Linked DNA regions of Rattus norvegicus: region 2 is linked to region 1. A link is a contact called in public Hi-C data. All regions are on one chromosome and are shown on one strand. Each heading gives the region's core, a stretch centred on a gene start, on an enhancer-like site or on the middle of the called end of the contact. The rest is flanking DNA. Distances are from core to core; before and after follow the strand shown.

Region 1 (7,685 bases), core at 3,251-5,750:
CACCTAAAAGTCTATTTTAAATCAGAATTGATTTTACAAAGGTTTATCTCTAACATATTCTATAATATAACCCCTCCTAAAAGCAGCACATTAGGCTGGCTTCAGTCTAATGACAGGCGTGCGTGCATGCATGCATTTGTCTGCCCGTCCATCCACTGAGATTGGGTCTTGTTATATAGCCCTGGCTGTCCTGGAACTTACTATGTAATTCAAACTAGCCTCAAACTCACAGATCTGCCTGCCTCAGTCTCCTAAATTAGCTGAGATTAAAGATATGTGCCACTATGCCCCACCAGATGGCAGTATTTCTTGACAAAGAAGATGGTTCTAAGAAATCTAGACAATTTATAAAACCAGGTTGCAGGTGTGTGGGTCTGGGAGTGGGGTTGTTGGAGGAGGTTATACATTTAAAACTTTATGGGTATTGTGATGATAGTTTTATGTCAAATGGACACAAGCTAGAGTCATCTGAAAGGAAGGATTTTCAACATAAGATCTAGCTGAATCCAGTGATTCACAGAGGAGGGCCCAGCCCACTGTGGTGGTACCATCCCTGGGCCAACTGTGCTGGGATCTGTAAGAAAGCAGTTGAGCAAGCCATAACAAGCACCTCTCCTGCCTCCATGTGCTGGCCTGTTTGAGTTCCCATCCTGACTTCCTTCAGTGCTGGTCTATGATGTGGAAGTGTATGCCAAATAAGCCCTTTCCTCTTCAAGTTACTTTCGTCATGATTTTTCATCATAGCAAAAGAAACCCTAACTAAGACATACATAAAAAATTAATTTTCACATCACTAGTACCACTGAACGCACTCGAATAATACCGTCTCTTTGTTCTTTATAAGAAAAGTAAAAGACTAACCAGAATTAAAAAAAAATGTTATGTGATTTCTATCAAGTTCACACCAGGGGAAGCAAATTACAGCATCTATAGCAGCCAGAGAGATAAAATGAATAAAGTATACCAGGTAGGACACTAGAGTATACACACCCTTATCTACAGACTGCTACTCAGCTTTGACAAAGATGTTGACTGGTGGGAAAACAGAGAGTTGGTTGCTAGACTTTTAAACTTTTTAAAGAAATCACCAATATAGATTTTATACAAAAATTCCACATTATATCTGTTATGTATTATTGAATTTTTCCCTATCTGTCTCTCTACCTGTCATCTAACGACCATCTATATCTATGTCAACAAGATACATGTGGACCTCTAGAAACCAGTGTGAAACCTCTGATCCATGCATGGTTTATCTCATACCTGGGTTTAGGAAGAGTGGATTTACCCAGAATTGCATACTTCAGCAACTCACACAGCTGTCTATGGGTTACTTCACAATTGTCAGTAAATAAAATGGTAGATAAGCGAGCTTTCTGCAAAGACAAATTAGAATTCAGCAAGCCATAATGCTCAGAAATGGTAAAAAGGCAATTATCAAGTTTCTGATAATTTTAATATAGACAAAAACACAAGATCTGTTCTAAAGAATTGAAAATAAAGGTCTAAAATAGTTACTTGTAGTATGTTATTAGAATATTCATAAACATTGGTACAGTTTGTGTATTATGCATACTTGTATGCTTACAGTAGGATGATTAAAATATAACTATCCAAATGCATGCTTTCAAGAACTCTATTCCAGGAGGGAAAACCACTGCAGGGGCCAGTACTATTATAAACACATAGAAGCAAGTGGCCTAGGGTTTACAACAGTGGTTCTCAACCTTCCTAATGCTGCAACCCTTTAATACAGTTCCTCATGTTGTAGTGCACCCCAAAACCATGAAATTATTTTCAGAACTGCAATTTTGCTACTGTTATGAATTCTACTCTATTAGATATGCAGGTGATCTTAGGCAACCCCTGTGAAAGGGTCCCAAACGGGTTTGGGACCCACAGGTTGAGAAACACTGATTTAGAGTTTTGGTGATGGCTTCTTTTAGTAGCCTAAGGGTTGGAGTTCTGGTGATGGCCTTTTTAAACTCTGGGGCCAAGCCATGCCATCTAGTATGGCTTGGCTGGATCCAAAATTGTAATATTGCAAGCCATGACAGTTACAGTCGAGACAAAGTAACTAAATCACAGATCAGGGTCACCTAACCTATCACAATCAGATTTATCCCGTGGCAACAGAAAATTTAGGGAAACTCCCTGGTTCCTTTAAAAAGGCTTTGTCACATACTTATTTTAAAAAATGATGATGAATGGATGATGAATGTTTTCCCAAAAGAGATACATCTAACTAAAACCAAAGCTTTAGTTAAATTTGACAATTTATTAGTGGTTATAGGCCAAATTTTTAAAATAAGTTTAAATATTTGTCTATTATATATTTTAAATTGAAAAGGTTTTATACTTATGCCTGATTATTAAGGTAGTTTTTGCTTATTATAAAAGACTCAGATAATAGAAAAAGGTGAAATAAATTCACAATAGATAAACACCTATACAACTCAGATAATTATTACTTTTATTTTTTCTGGGACACTGCAGATATTATGTTTAGGGGTTCAAGCATCATATTACCCGACATAAAGTACCTTGGACAAGCTCCTTAACCACTCTGAGACACAGTCTTCTTACCTGCGTGTATAACTATACTTCTATCTTGTGAGATTGAGAGGACCAGTGAGAGATTGCTATGAATATATCAGTGCTAGGCACCAACACACCTGAAGTACTTAACAAATATCAGATATCATGGCTACTTTCTTCATGGCTGTGCTGGCTAGTTTTATATCAAAGTGATCCAACATAGTCATCTGAAAGGAAGGAATCTTAACTGAGAAAATTCCTTCCAAAGAAGTGGCCTCTAGGCAAGCCTGTGGCCATTTTCTCAATTGATGATCCATATAGGAGGCCCAGTTCATGGTGGGTGGTGCCCCCTGGCAGATGGTATAAGAAAGCAGGCTGAGCCAGTCCTGAGGAGCAAGCCTCCTCCCTGTCTTCTGCATCAGTCCCTGCCTCCTGGTTCTTGTCCTGAATTCTAGTGAAGGAAGGATTGTGATTTGGACATGAGGGCTGAGATAAACCCTTCCCTCAACAAAATCCCTTTGATTTTGGGTCATGGGATCATGGCATGTTATCACAGCAATAGAAACCCTAACTTGGGCTAAGGTTAAGTATTTACTATTAACCACTTTTTTGAGTGGCTGTTCTAGGGACTTAATTCAGGATACATGCAAGACAAGTCCTCTACTACCTATTGAGCCACATTGCCAACTCTTAGCCATACACAGTTTTGAGAAATTTATTTGTACTAAATTATTTCTTAGAACTTTTAAGTGGGAACTTACCACTGCTCCCATTTTATAACAAAGAAATGAAGAAATGGGTAACAAAAGCACAACTGGAATGCAGACCCCAAAGATGAAGCTTTTTTTCATCTCTGTACTACCCTTTCCCCAAGGGACTTTACATCCATTTGCTTTATAACCTCCCCACCCTAATCTAAATTTTTTCCCTATCGATTATATAACCACAACTTTAACATGAGAAAATGGTTCAGGCTAAATACACTTTTAAATGTATAATAAAAATTATATATTAAAAATTCTCTTTTTGATGAAACATTATAAAATACAAATATTAGGACATCCTATTACTGATATCATTCATCCATCTAATCATTTCCCTAGGATACATTCCCCATCAAAATGACCATTCATACTTTACTTCTTCATAAATATTGTATGAAAACAGAGAATCCTGCTTAGGTGTACATGAATATTCCTGGAACATTTTCTGTTATACGGATCTTAATAAATATTTGTTAAATGAATATTCTGTGTACCAGACACTGTCAGTTTTAAACTATCCGTAGAGCCTAGGATAGGTGGCATCCGGTTGACTCAATTTTACAGAGCAGAGTTCAGTGAGGTCAATGGGTGAGCCGTTATCCTTGTGCAGGGACCCTTCTGGAGAAAGTGACTCCTAGCCACAAGTGACTTTGGGCAGGTTTCCTGGAGCTCTCCTCTGCTCACCTTGGCTTGAGGCTCTGGATCCTGAACATCCCACGAAGGTCTATCCAGCTCTGTAGTCAAGGCCGAGTTCGGGGTCTCCTTCCTTTTCCTGGGGTTCTCCTCCTCCTCTAGCTCCATCAGGCTGTAGGGAAAAGATCAGGTGGAGCTGAGGACCCGCAGCGACCAGGAAACCGCGTCCCAGCGGCTCTCCAGCGAAGCGCTGTTGAGGCGTGACCGTTTATTTTTCCCTCGAAGCAGCTCGAACCAGTTTACTACGCTTGGCTCTCATAGAAAAAGCCGCGGACCTACGCCTTTTCCCTCAGTGCAGACTATAAGTCCGCGTTTCCTCAGTCTCAGGCGTCGCGGAGTTCGAAACGCTCCCTGAGGCGCGTCCTGCGCAGAGCGAGGGGCTCCCCCTCCACAAGCGACTGTCCACTCCCCCCAGGTCCCGAACCAACCCTAGGCAACGCCCCACAGACCGCTGCTGAGGGCCGCCGCTGCCCTACAGGAACCGGCTTCGTCTGCCGCGCCCGCGTTTAAACAGACCGGAAGTGAGGGCGTCCGACTTCCGGCCGTTGAACTCTGCGAAACGTAAGGTCCGGGATGGCGACCAAGCGGCTGGCACGGTACGCTAGGGGTTTCCCCTCAGGGTGGGCGGCGGTCATCCGCAGGCGTTTGGTCTGGATCTGAAAAGGGTCCTGGTCTTCTCGGTCTCGGGCTCCAACTCGCCTTTCGCGCCAAGTTGGAGGAGTCCGAGAAACCCCGGTCCTCTGCGTGGCGCGCTCTATCAGGTCTGTTAATTCATGGCCCCTGGGAACGCCTGGAATGTATGTGACAGCGCTGCACACTGTACTCAGACTGGTGCCACCGCACCTACTGCGTCCAAGTGACCTGCCTTGTCCAGTTTTATTGTCAGAATTACTAGAGACTCTCTCGTCTTTTGGATACGCTGTGCACATTTGACATTTGTGGACACAGTGTGAACTTGCCAGGCATAGTGGAACAGGGGCCTACAACACCAGCGTGGCAAGTTGGAAGCCAGCCGGTGTCCACATGGAGCTGTTCAAGCAGGCTAGGGCTATATAGTGAGACCGTCTCAAAACAACAAAACCAGATCCAAAACAAACCCCTATCTGATGTATTAATGAATAGCATGGGTTTCAAGAGTGAAAAGTCTTATCAAAGGTTAACATGCTATAGCTATCTTTAGGCAAATTGTTTACTTTTCTCGTGCATAAAATACATGTTGCAAACATATCTTCCACCTAAAATTGTTTAAAAGACATCACCATCCTAGTTTAATATTTGCTGAAAAAGTGACTAGTAAATATTAGTTTTTCGTTCCAAATCCCTATATTGGCTGCACATCTTGTCTTTTTCAAATAGCCAAAGTAGCTATTCCAGGTGTCTGCCTAGTTAAAATTGTGTTCATCAACATTTGGGACCTTTCTTTCTTTGGACTGCAGTATATTACTGTTGGCAGTCTTTTATCATAGATTCTTCCAGTAGTACTCTGGTAATCTTACTTCCTCCCCTAGATTTTTAGAGTTTAGGAACAGGCTCCATCCCCTTAGAACATAGCGAAGGCTTGGAAAATGCAAAAATAGCAAAATCTCTGTAGTGCATCTTTCCAGTCATTTGAGTTCCTCAATAAGATTAGTTGCTTGTGAAGCTCATTCAGGTAAAATGGACACTAAACTCAAGAGAGGATGGCAGTTAGCACAAAGACCCAAGACTTAAAATCTATCCCTAGTTTCCTTCTGTCAGCACACAGCTGTTGTTTGAGACAGGGGCCTGCTATGTGCTGTAAGCTATTCTTAAATTCAATTTTGCCTTGGCCTGCTGACTGCTGAGCTTACAGCTGTGTGTGCCCCTACACCCAATTCCACTCGCAGTACATTAGTGATGATTTCACCCTTATTCAGGGCCATTAGTTTGATAGTGCATTCTAACTGGAGTGTAAATGGGTTTATTAATCTACCTGTGTCTTGCATTTTTAGGCAGCTTGGATTAATTAGGAGAAAGTCAGTTACACCAGCAAGTGGAAATCCAGGAGGAAGCAGATTCAGTAAGTCCCATGTTTACTTTGCAGTTTGAAGCCTTGCTCTTGGAACATGGACAGGACCTCTGAATACCACGGTCTTTTGCAGGACAGCTGTATGACTACTTAATTGTTGTTGATTTTGAGTCTACCTGCTGGAATGACGGGAAGCACCACAGTAGCCCTGAAATAAGTAAGTTTGGATTGCCAGTGGCCAAAGCTGGTGCTCTGTGAGTCTTTTTTTTTTTTTTTTTTTTTGGAGCTGGGGACCGAACCCAGGGCCTTGCGCTTGCTAGGCAAGCACTCTACCACTGAGCTAAATCCCCAACCCCAACCGTGAGTCTTAAATGTTCTAGATATAAGCCAGTCAGTGAGAAAACAGATGCTGTAAGCTTGAAGTTTAATAGAAAAACTCACCTAAAAAAAAGAATAAAATACCAAATACCTGAATGTGTTATGCAAAGTAGCTAGTTGTTTTAAGATGACATTTAAAACTTTGATTAGATAAAAACTGAAAAAACTGGCTTTGCAATAACACAGTACATTTAACTCATGTCTTCATGTTTAATTGTAAACAAAATAAACGTGCTTTGACATTTTGACTTATTTCCGGCACGGCTTTATTCTAACTTTGCTTCTCACTGCTTTGGTTATTCTGTAAGCCTTTGCTGGAATTAATTGTTTAATAATGCTGTTATGAAAGCAGTATGTGTTTAGGGTGATTCACATATTCAGGCCTGGTGTGGTGGGACACACCCTTAATCACAGTACTCGGGGCACAGACAGGAGGATCTCTATGAGTTTGAAACTAGCTTAATCTAAATCACTGGTTCTCAACCTTCCTAATGCTGTGACCCCTTATTACAGTTCTTCATGTTTTGGTGACCCCAACCATAACATTATTTTTATTGCTACTTCACAACTGAAATTGTGCTACTGTTATGAATCATAATATAAATATCTGATATGCAACCTTTGTAAAAGGGCCATTTGAACCCCAAAGGGTATGTGACCCACAGGTTGAGAACTACTGGTCTGTATAAATTTCTAGTCCAGCCAGGACTAGAAAGGCTCTGCCTCAAAATAAGTATATAATTAATAGACAATAAAAATAAATAAAATATATCTGTGTTAACCCATGATTCTTTTATTCAGTTGAATTTCCAGCAGTTTTGTTGAATACAGCGACTGGAGAGATAGAATCTGAGTTTCATGCTTACGTTCAGCCTCAAGAACATCCAATTCTTTCTGAATTTTGCACAGAATTGACAGGGATAAAACAGGTATGATGCAAATTTTAGAAGCTCAAAAATGTCAGCTCGTGAAAGAAAAATAAAAGCTACATACCACTTGGAATTAAATTAATTCAGCGTTAGGAGAAATGCTATCTCCTCAGAAGACCACTAGAATCCTGAAAAACTCAGAAGAGTGCTACAAACATAAAGGCCAAGAGTTGCAACTCAGTGTGAGATGTTCACCTAGGATGGGGGAAGCCCAGGGTTTGCCTTCCGGTTACTTTTACAGAACTAATAATGTGACACACTGTCTTTATTTCTGTGAGACTGGACTTACAGATCACACTTCTGTGAAACTTTAGAGTTACCAGCCTAGTTTCTGTTTCCATGGTGAATTCAAGTCTGGACTATTTCTTGCCTGAATGTGTTAAATCTTCTCACTAG
Region 2 (7,685 bases), core at 1,368-3,867, 520 kb before region 1:
TACTGCCAATAACAGTGTTTAGGGGATGGTTGTGGTGAGCATTTGTGTTTGTGTGAGCATTTGTGTTTGTGTGAGCATTTGTGTTTGTGTGAGCATTTGTGTTTGTGTGAGCATTTGTGTTTGTGTGAGCATTTGTGTTTATGTCTCTAGCAAACTTGTGTATATCCTAACAGCCAAGGTGATGTCATTTAGAAATAGGGACTTTAGGGGGAATATAAGTGGGGTTGATGCCTGCATACGAAGCCCCAGAGACAGGCTCTCACCTCATCCCCCGTCATGTAAAAACATATTAGAGACACCCGTGGGTCAGGAAAGGGGTTTCACATTACACCAAATCTGCTGGCACTCCAGCCTCCAAAATCTCACCAAAACCTTCTGCAATTTATAAGCCATATAGTCTATGAATTTTGTCATAGCAGCTAGAATGAAATACAAGGAAACTCTTAAATTTAACGAACATGAACATTATATCTATCCTATGTTTATACTAGGTACACACGTATAATTGGGGAGACAATGAAATCCAGTCCTCACGCCATGGATGGCACAGCAGGGGTTGACATTAAAACCACAGCTCTCATCTTAACAGGAATAAAAGATAGTTTATTCTGGAGTCATTATGAGTGACCATGGTTCCAGAACACAGATTGGGGCTCCCCAAATTTCATGTTTGAGTGTGGAGGCGATTTCCAGGGGTTTTGTAGCTTTAGAGAACAGTGAAAGTCATAAATCGTGGATGGTAACTTTTAAGTGCAATGGTGGGCACATCAGAGGGGTGTGTCCAACAAGGTGCAGAGAACCATTGTATAAGCTCTGCTACCTGATGGCATCTTGGCTCCTGCACTGTTGGAAGCTAGTGAGCTGCTGTGCTAATAGCTTCTGAGAGGTTTTCATTTATTGTCATGAAGTGTTAGTTTAGATACAAGCATGGCTGTGCCTGAAGCTAAAACTAGCCCAAGATTAAGGTAATTAGCTTCTGCACCTACAAAATTCTGGCCTCTCCACAGTATTTAAATCCCAGCTGGCCCATCAGTCTCTGCAAACACAGACTCCTTCCCAGAGGATTTTGTTGTTATTGTTGCTTATAGAGCAATTTTTTTTCAGGAATTTTCATTCACACAGGCAATTCTCAACAACCCCCTCGCCCTACTTGAAACTAGGCTATTTAGATCCAAATTCCTACCACTGGGAGTAGCACCTCTATCAGTGAACTTGCACAATTGACAAGAATTTGGGAGGAGGGAGCTCTGAGGAGAAGAGCTGGAGAGTGATCAGATTAAAGCCTTGATGTTAAAGTGAGGATGAATCTGAAAGAGATGGGCAGTTCCAGGGACTATAATCCAGATTCAGGCACAGCAATCAAATCAGGGGCCCAGTTAGTATGGAGAGAGCGAGAGAGAGAGAGAGAGAGAGAGAGAGAGAGAGAGAGAGAGAAACACGCATGCACACACACACAGAGGGGGCAGACAGACAGACAGACACACACACACACACACACACACACAGAGAGACACACACAGACACATTCTCTGGAAAAATGATGCTTGAGTAGACTTATATTATTATTACTAGAAAAAAATCTCTACTACTGTCTTTAAATTTATTGTGTGTATGCATCACATGGCCATAAATAAAAATAAAAATAGTATTAAAGATACACCCCAAGCTAATGGAAACCAAAAGAGTACAGAAGTAGCTGTGTTGGTTAAAACAGACACAAAGCCAAGCTTGCTGACACATGCTTGTAATTTTAACTCCTCAAGAGGCTGGGACAGGTGCTCATGGAGCCTGAGCCTGCATCAGGTGTCTTTTCTGATCATGGTGTTAGGAAAGTTTGATATAAATAAAAGGTAGTATTTTTAGAAAATTCACAGGTATATGGAAATTAAACACCATGCTTCTTTTGAGTAAAAGAGTAAATGAAGACTTTTTTTTCAAAGAAAACAATTACTAATATCATGAGACAAATGGGAATGGCAAAAACATGCTAAACTTAAAAGATGTAGTAAAATAATCACTCTATCAGGAAAGCTTACAGGATTAAACTTTACACCCCAGACTTTCAGAGAAACAACTTAACAGTACATCAGGGAACTAGAATAACAAGAATAAAACTACATGAGCGCAAGGGTGAAGTTCAGGAGCCATTGCAACCACATCGTACACAGCCCAGTCATCTCATTACTCTGTGTTCTGGGTAAAGGAGAAATGTGGGGTTAATCCCCTCCCTCCCTTTAAGACAGGGTCTCATTGTGTAGATCTGGTTGATCCACAACTTCAGGAGCAATGACAGGGCATCCTGCCTTTTTACCTTTAACCTCTGGTGACCTTACACCCTGAGCTGTGGTTCTGACATTATCCCCATTCCTTAAATAGGACAATGGTAAATGGCGAGAGAAGCAGCGAGAAAGGGAAATTGAGCTCCCAGAATATTTGAAAGCAGTGTGAGAGCAGCAGACACACAAGGGAAGACTCACCACTACTGCTCCAATTTCGCAACCTTAAACCACTAGCGCCTTATCCACTGGAGAGCATCAGACTGCCCAGTTCTGGAAGCTCTTCCTGCACACAAGCAAGGCCTTAGCTAACCGTCTTGCAGGGCAGCGCTCTTTCTTCCAAGGTCATGGCCCCGGATCTCGTGCAACGAATTAAAAGGGCAGTCATGGGTGGACCCGAGGCACGTGCCAGTGCTGTGGACCGTTGAGAAGAGTCAGGTGCGAGAGAAAAGAGGCACGTGCTGGGGAATGGGCTGGGAGTAGGGGGAGCCAACACAGCAGAAGGATCACGGAGCAGATACCAAAACCATATAATTCTCCTGTTCCCCACATAGCACGTAGTGGGTGGGGGCTCGTGGGGAGCTGCAGGTCTTCACTAGAGTTAGCAAACCCAACCTGGAGCCAGAGAGCCCTGGCACAGAGCCCAGCCCAGATCCTGGCTTGTTCCAAATTCTTCTCAGCAACGCCTATCATTCAGTCCACTACGCACCATTCTTCCTTTCCACACGTAGGATTGCCTTGTCCACAACCCCAGCAGTGTGGTGTTTCACCCACTCCCTCCTTTTTCCCTCCACCTTGTCCATCTTTCTGTTTCTCTGTCTCTATGCCGTTTCCCAGTCTGGGATATCTATCCACTCTTAGTTCCAAGTCCTCACTGACTTAACCGTGAACCCGGGTACAGGAGTTGCCTGAGCCCTTTGCCCTCGGCTATGGGCTATGAAGACTCTCCACCTGCTTCATCTGGGTTCATCGACTGTCCTGTCAATCACTCAGTGGGCTCCACCTCTGTATCATATATCCTGGTGCTATATAGGTCCATGAATACCCACTCATCTTGGCTCTACCCATTCTCATACCCTCTTTCAGTGTAGCTTCATGTTAGAGTCACAGATTCTGAGTCTCTGAGTTCTGACAGTTCTGACAGTTCTGACAGGTACCGCAAGTTCTCTACGCTTGATATGCGTGATAGGGTTTTATTCTTGATTTTGGTACCAAAAGGAGTGGGGACTAATGTGACTTTACACCTTGTCAGGAGAGGGCGCTGGAAGAACACTGTAGAAGATGATCTCCTCTGATTCACTTTTTTTTTTTTTTTTTTAAATTGGCTCTGACCTGGCAACCTGCCAGCAGCAGCTTGGCCGGCGTGCCTCCCCGCCCCCTCACCCGGGCACACAGGACCATCAGGGCCGCAGCTGTCTGGTGCTCAGCGAGAGAGAGGCTGCCAACAACCCAGCCCCATCAGCTGTTTCCATTCGGCCAGCTTGGGCGCGCAGGCACTCAAGAGCTTTGCTGCTTAAAGAATTCGGGCAACTACTGGGGTCTAGAGCTCACGACCTTCCCCACACTGGGGAGTGGACACCGCTGCCCTGTGCTTGTTCCTTGGATGTTTTCGTTCATTGGCGATAGTGCCGGGAGTTCATTTAAATACCATCGATAAACTTTCCCTGTGCAAATTGTAGTTTGGCATCTTGTCTGTAGGGGGAAACAGTGACTATGCATCAGTTGCCTTGGTCAAACCTTTGGGCACCTGCCGATCTCCCAATGACAAAAAATAAGTAGCAAAACCTACTTGCCGCAGACCTAAGGCGACTCAATGATGCTGTCATGAAGATGGACAGGAGAAGCCTCCACACACATTTTCTAATACGGAGAAAACCCCAAGGAAAGCTGCTAAGGCATTTAATATACATGACTTCTGGATATCATTCTGTTGTCAGTTGGTGAAGTGGGGTCTGAGGTTTACAGGTTTCTAGCCTCTACTCCAAAAGAGTAAAAACAAGGACTCACATAGATTTGCAAAAGGAGCAAGATACCCACTTGCACGCCCGATTGTGAATAGACATAAGATGTGACTAGGAGATTCTCTGTCAAAGCTCACTTTAACAGAATTTGTATTGCTGGGTATGCATCCCAAACCAGTTCAGGCCATACCAGCCTTTATACTCTTGTTACAAGGATATGTCAGAATATTCTTGGATAGTAACCACCTAATTTTGATTTTTGCTGGAGGCAGAGAAATTGCTAGTATGGTTCACAGAGCCAAATCAACACAGGTAGGGGTGTGAGTGGGTTCCACGGTTCCATAGTGTGCACTGCGCACAGACCGTGTGTGTGCACAGTTCATGCGGGCAAAGGAAAGGGATGCCAATAGTGCTATGACAAGAGTGGGCATAGGCATTACCAAATAGGGCCCCAGGGCACTAACCTGTGTCCTATGCTTGCCTGCTTCAATTTTGTTATTGACAGTATCAACTGAGGATGCAAAAGCCTTGAACGAGCTGCCCACAGCACAGCAGCCCCAGACTGTTTGCTGGGCGATTCTGTGTTGCCCACCCTACTTGACTGTTTCTCGGACTGTGAGTGCTAGAGGGAGGATTAGCTTCTCGTAATGCTCACCATATGCTTTCCCCGCCTAGACTGTAGGGATGCATCCCACCTTCTTTCTATCTTAGAGCTGGGTCAGAGTAGGAAAGAAGATGCAGGATAAGAGCTTGAAGGGGCTCGAGACCCCATATGTACAACAATGCCAAGCAACCAGAGCTTCCAGGGACTAAGCCACTACCTAAAGACTATACTCGGACTGACCCTGGACTCTGACCTCATAGGTAGCAATGAATATCCTAGTAAGAGCACCAGTGGAAGGGGAAGCCCTGGGTCCTGCTAAGACTGAACCCCCAGTGAACTAGACTAGTGGGGGGAGGGTGGCAATGGGGGGAGGGTTGGGAGGGGAACACCCATAAGGAAGGGGAGGGGGGAGGGGGATGTTTGCCCGGAAACCGGGAAAGGGAATAACACTCGAAATGTATATAAGAAATACTCAAGTTAATAATAAAAAAAAAAGAAAAAAAGAAAAAAAAAGAAGATGCAGGATTCTTCTTTGACGTTTTGTTTTTGAGACAAAGAGTTCATGTAGCTGGTCTCATGGCTTCTCTGTAGCTGGGCTGGCCTTAAACTCCTGGTCTTTCTGCTTCCACCTCCTTAATGACAGGATTACAGGTATATGTGGCTCAAAACACACTATTTTTAAAAAGTTTCCTTTCCATTCTTAGACTTTCATGTTCTTAGTGCAAAGACTCTTGATTTGACTTGGGGAGATTACTATTCAGCTGACCTTTTAACTTTTAACGTCAGCTGTGTTTACCCAAATGTATGTGTGTCCTGGGAAAGGCGATTTGCCTGGGGCCTGATCTTCCTCCAGTGCACACTGAGCTGCTACAACACAATGACATTGTTCTTCATGCCATCACATCTATACCACCATCCTTTCTGAATGTTTCTATTCTCAGGATACTCCAGAAAAAGGACCTTCTCTCCACCCTGGCAAATGCTGTTTCTTTCATGTTTCTAGGAGGGAGAACAGGGTATTTCGGAAATCTAGCTTGAAGATCTGCACATGGTAGATATACAAGCGATTCATCTAAGTCTTTAATGAAGGGGATACATTTTTAATGTAAATATATTTACACAAAGTTATATATACATACACACACATCCCTCTCCGAACCCAAGTGCATTTGAATGAAGACGTCATAATCTCCTGTTGTAACTGAATCTCAAGGCACTGCTTTCTCATAGCCACTCTCTGTGTTATCTGGGTTGGCAAAGGTCAGGAAGACTTGCTCCAGGGTGATCTGACTGATGGAATAGTCTTCTAGATTGTAGTCCTCCTTCGCCTTCTCCAGAATGCCGAACACCTTCAGCAAAAAGCAACAGAAAGCATGCAGTCTCTGAAACATTGCCTCTAGTCCCCAACCCAGAGGACTCACTCCTTCCTCTTCCCAGTGTTTACTGGATTCACAGCAGAGGACAAAAGACTCCAGGAGGGTGAGAAGGAAACGCCGGAGAAATAGGCAATTGAAAAACTAAAGGAAGGTAGGTCCTTGTTGCAGTTCTTTTGAGTGACCAAGGCTAATAATAGGGTTTAGGGGCAGAAATAGAAGGCAATTAAATTCTAAGTGTATTTGAAACGTAATATAAAAGTGCTAGTACATCCACAATGCTAGGCGTGATCCCACTGCCTGGATCCCCGGGGCATCATAAGTGTGCTTCTAGCATTAGTGCATAAAGTGCATGGTTTCAGCCATCACCTTTCCCCAGCTGTTGTCCTTGCTGGGAATGTAGTAATTAAGGATCCCTTGATTCTCTTGCTTTAAGTCACTACCTACGACAAGAAGACAGACAGGTGAGTAAACTTAGAAGATTTCATTTAAAATCGCCTTAAATAATGTTACATCTGCATAATATTATATACAAGGGAGAAACTAGTGGGTCAACACATAAGTGGATAGAACAGAGTATCTAAAGAACATGAGCCTTATGGGGACATTCTCATTCTCATTTAGCCACCACATACAGTATGGCTAAAGTATTTACAAGATTTATTACTGATGGAATCGTATTATTATATGGAGTACATCATAGTTACTGAGTATACTTTTTTCAACTCACTTGTCTAATGTTAGATACTACCCTTCCTAAAACGAATGTTAGGAGCCTTTATCGCTCAACCAGTGCTGAGAATGTGGTCTGGGGCAACTAATTCCAGGTCGTGCATTTTCATATGATGCGGCTTTGGAGGAAAGCAGGAAAAACACCACCTCAATGTTAGTTCTTTCTTCTGTGAAAACGTCCTGAATTTTTTTAAACCTAGCTCTTAGCATAGGTGATTCAAATATTTACAGTCTGTTTCTAGAAGTGGAATTTCTGGGCCATTACTCTTTTCAGTTTGAAGACATAGGGAACTCCAAAGGATTTTACTCCCTTTCACAATGAGGCTCTTTCTTGAACTTATGTGTTCTGTGATTGGGCAAACACTGGACACATGACTGACTCGGCATCTATAGAAACAGGAACCTACAGGGGAAGATGACAAGAGGATTCACTTACGCAGCACAACACTGAAAACTGATTAAAAACAACAAACACTCGAATAAAAGTGCTAACAAACTCCCAAGTGCCAAATATTGGGCTAGCATGAGACAGAATATGGGGCCATTGTTTTCCTTTTACATTTTTTACATTCTCCATTTAAAAGCACTTATCATATTATATTACTAAAACCCTCATCAACAATATGCTATTTGACCAGACAGACACCACTCATTTAACCCAGTGGTTCTCAACCTTCCTAATGTGTGACCCTTTAATACAGTTCCTCATGTTATAGTGACCCCCAACCATAAAATTATT

What was found. A called contact is a pair of places that touch in the nucleus more often than the background predicts.
Region 2: a contact with region 1 is called in a Hi-C map of the A7r5 cell line, with 6 times the contacts expected there. The contact joins the promoter of Abca15 here to the promoter of Rexo5 in region 1. A contact is called at or near these places in 5 of 12 Hi-C or Micro-C datasets (the A7r5 cell line, the Rat2 cell line, frontal cortex and 2 more).

The regions. Positions count from the first base shown.
Region 1 is chr1:183,596,870-183,604,554 of GRCr8, reverse strand. It overlaps Rexo5 (RNA exonuclease 5), which reads right to left and starts at 4,500. Exons shown (of 20, transcript NM_001079706.1): 1 at 4,424-4,500; 2 at 3,987-4,107; 3 at 1,264-1,376. The coding sequence starts at 4,103. Eri2 (ERI1 exoribonuclease family member 2) reads left to right here and starts at 4,569. Exons shown (of 9, transcript NM_001191114.1): 1 at 4,569-4,591; 2 at 5,966-6,033; 3 at 6,116-6,199; 4 at 7,162-7,289. The coding sequence starts at 4,569.
Region 2 is chr1:184,112,949-184,120,633 of GRCr8, reverse strand. It overlaps Abca15 (ATP-binding cassette, subfamily A (ABC1), member 15), which reads right to left and starts at 2,617. Exons shown (of 31, transcript NM_001106293.2): 1 at 2,478-2,617. It overlaps Abca14 (ATP-binding cassette, subfamily A (ABC1), member 14), which reads right to left. Exons shown (of 31, transcript XM_039101172.2): 30 at 6,584-6,657; 31 at 5,919-6,190. The coding sequence ends at 6,050.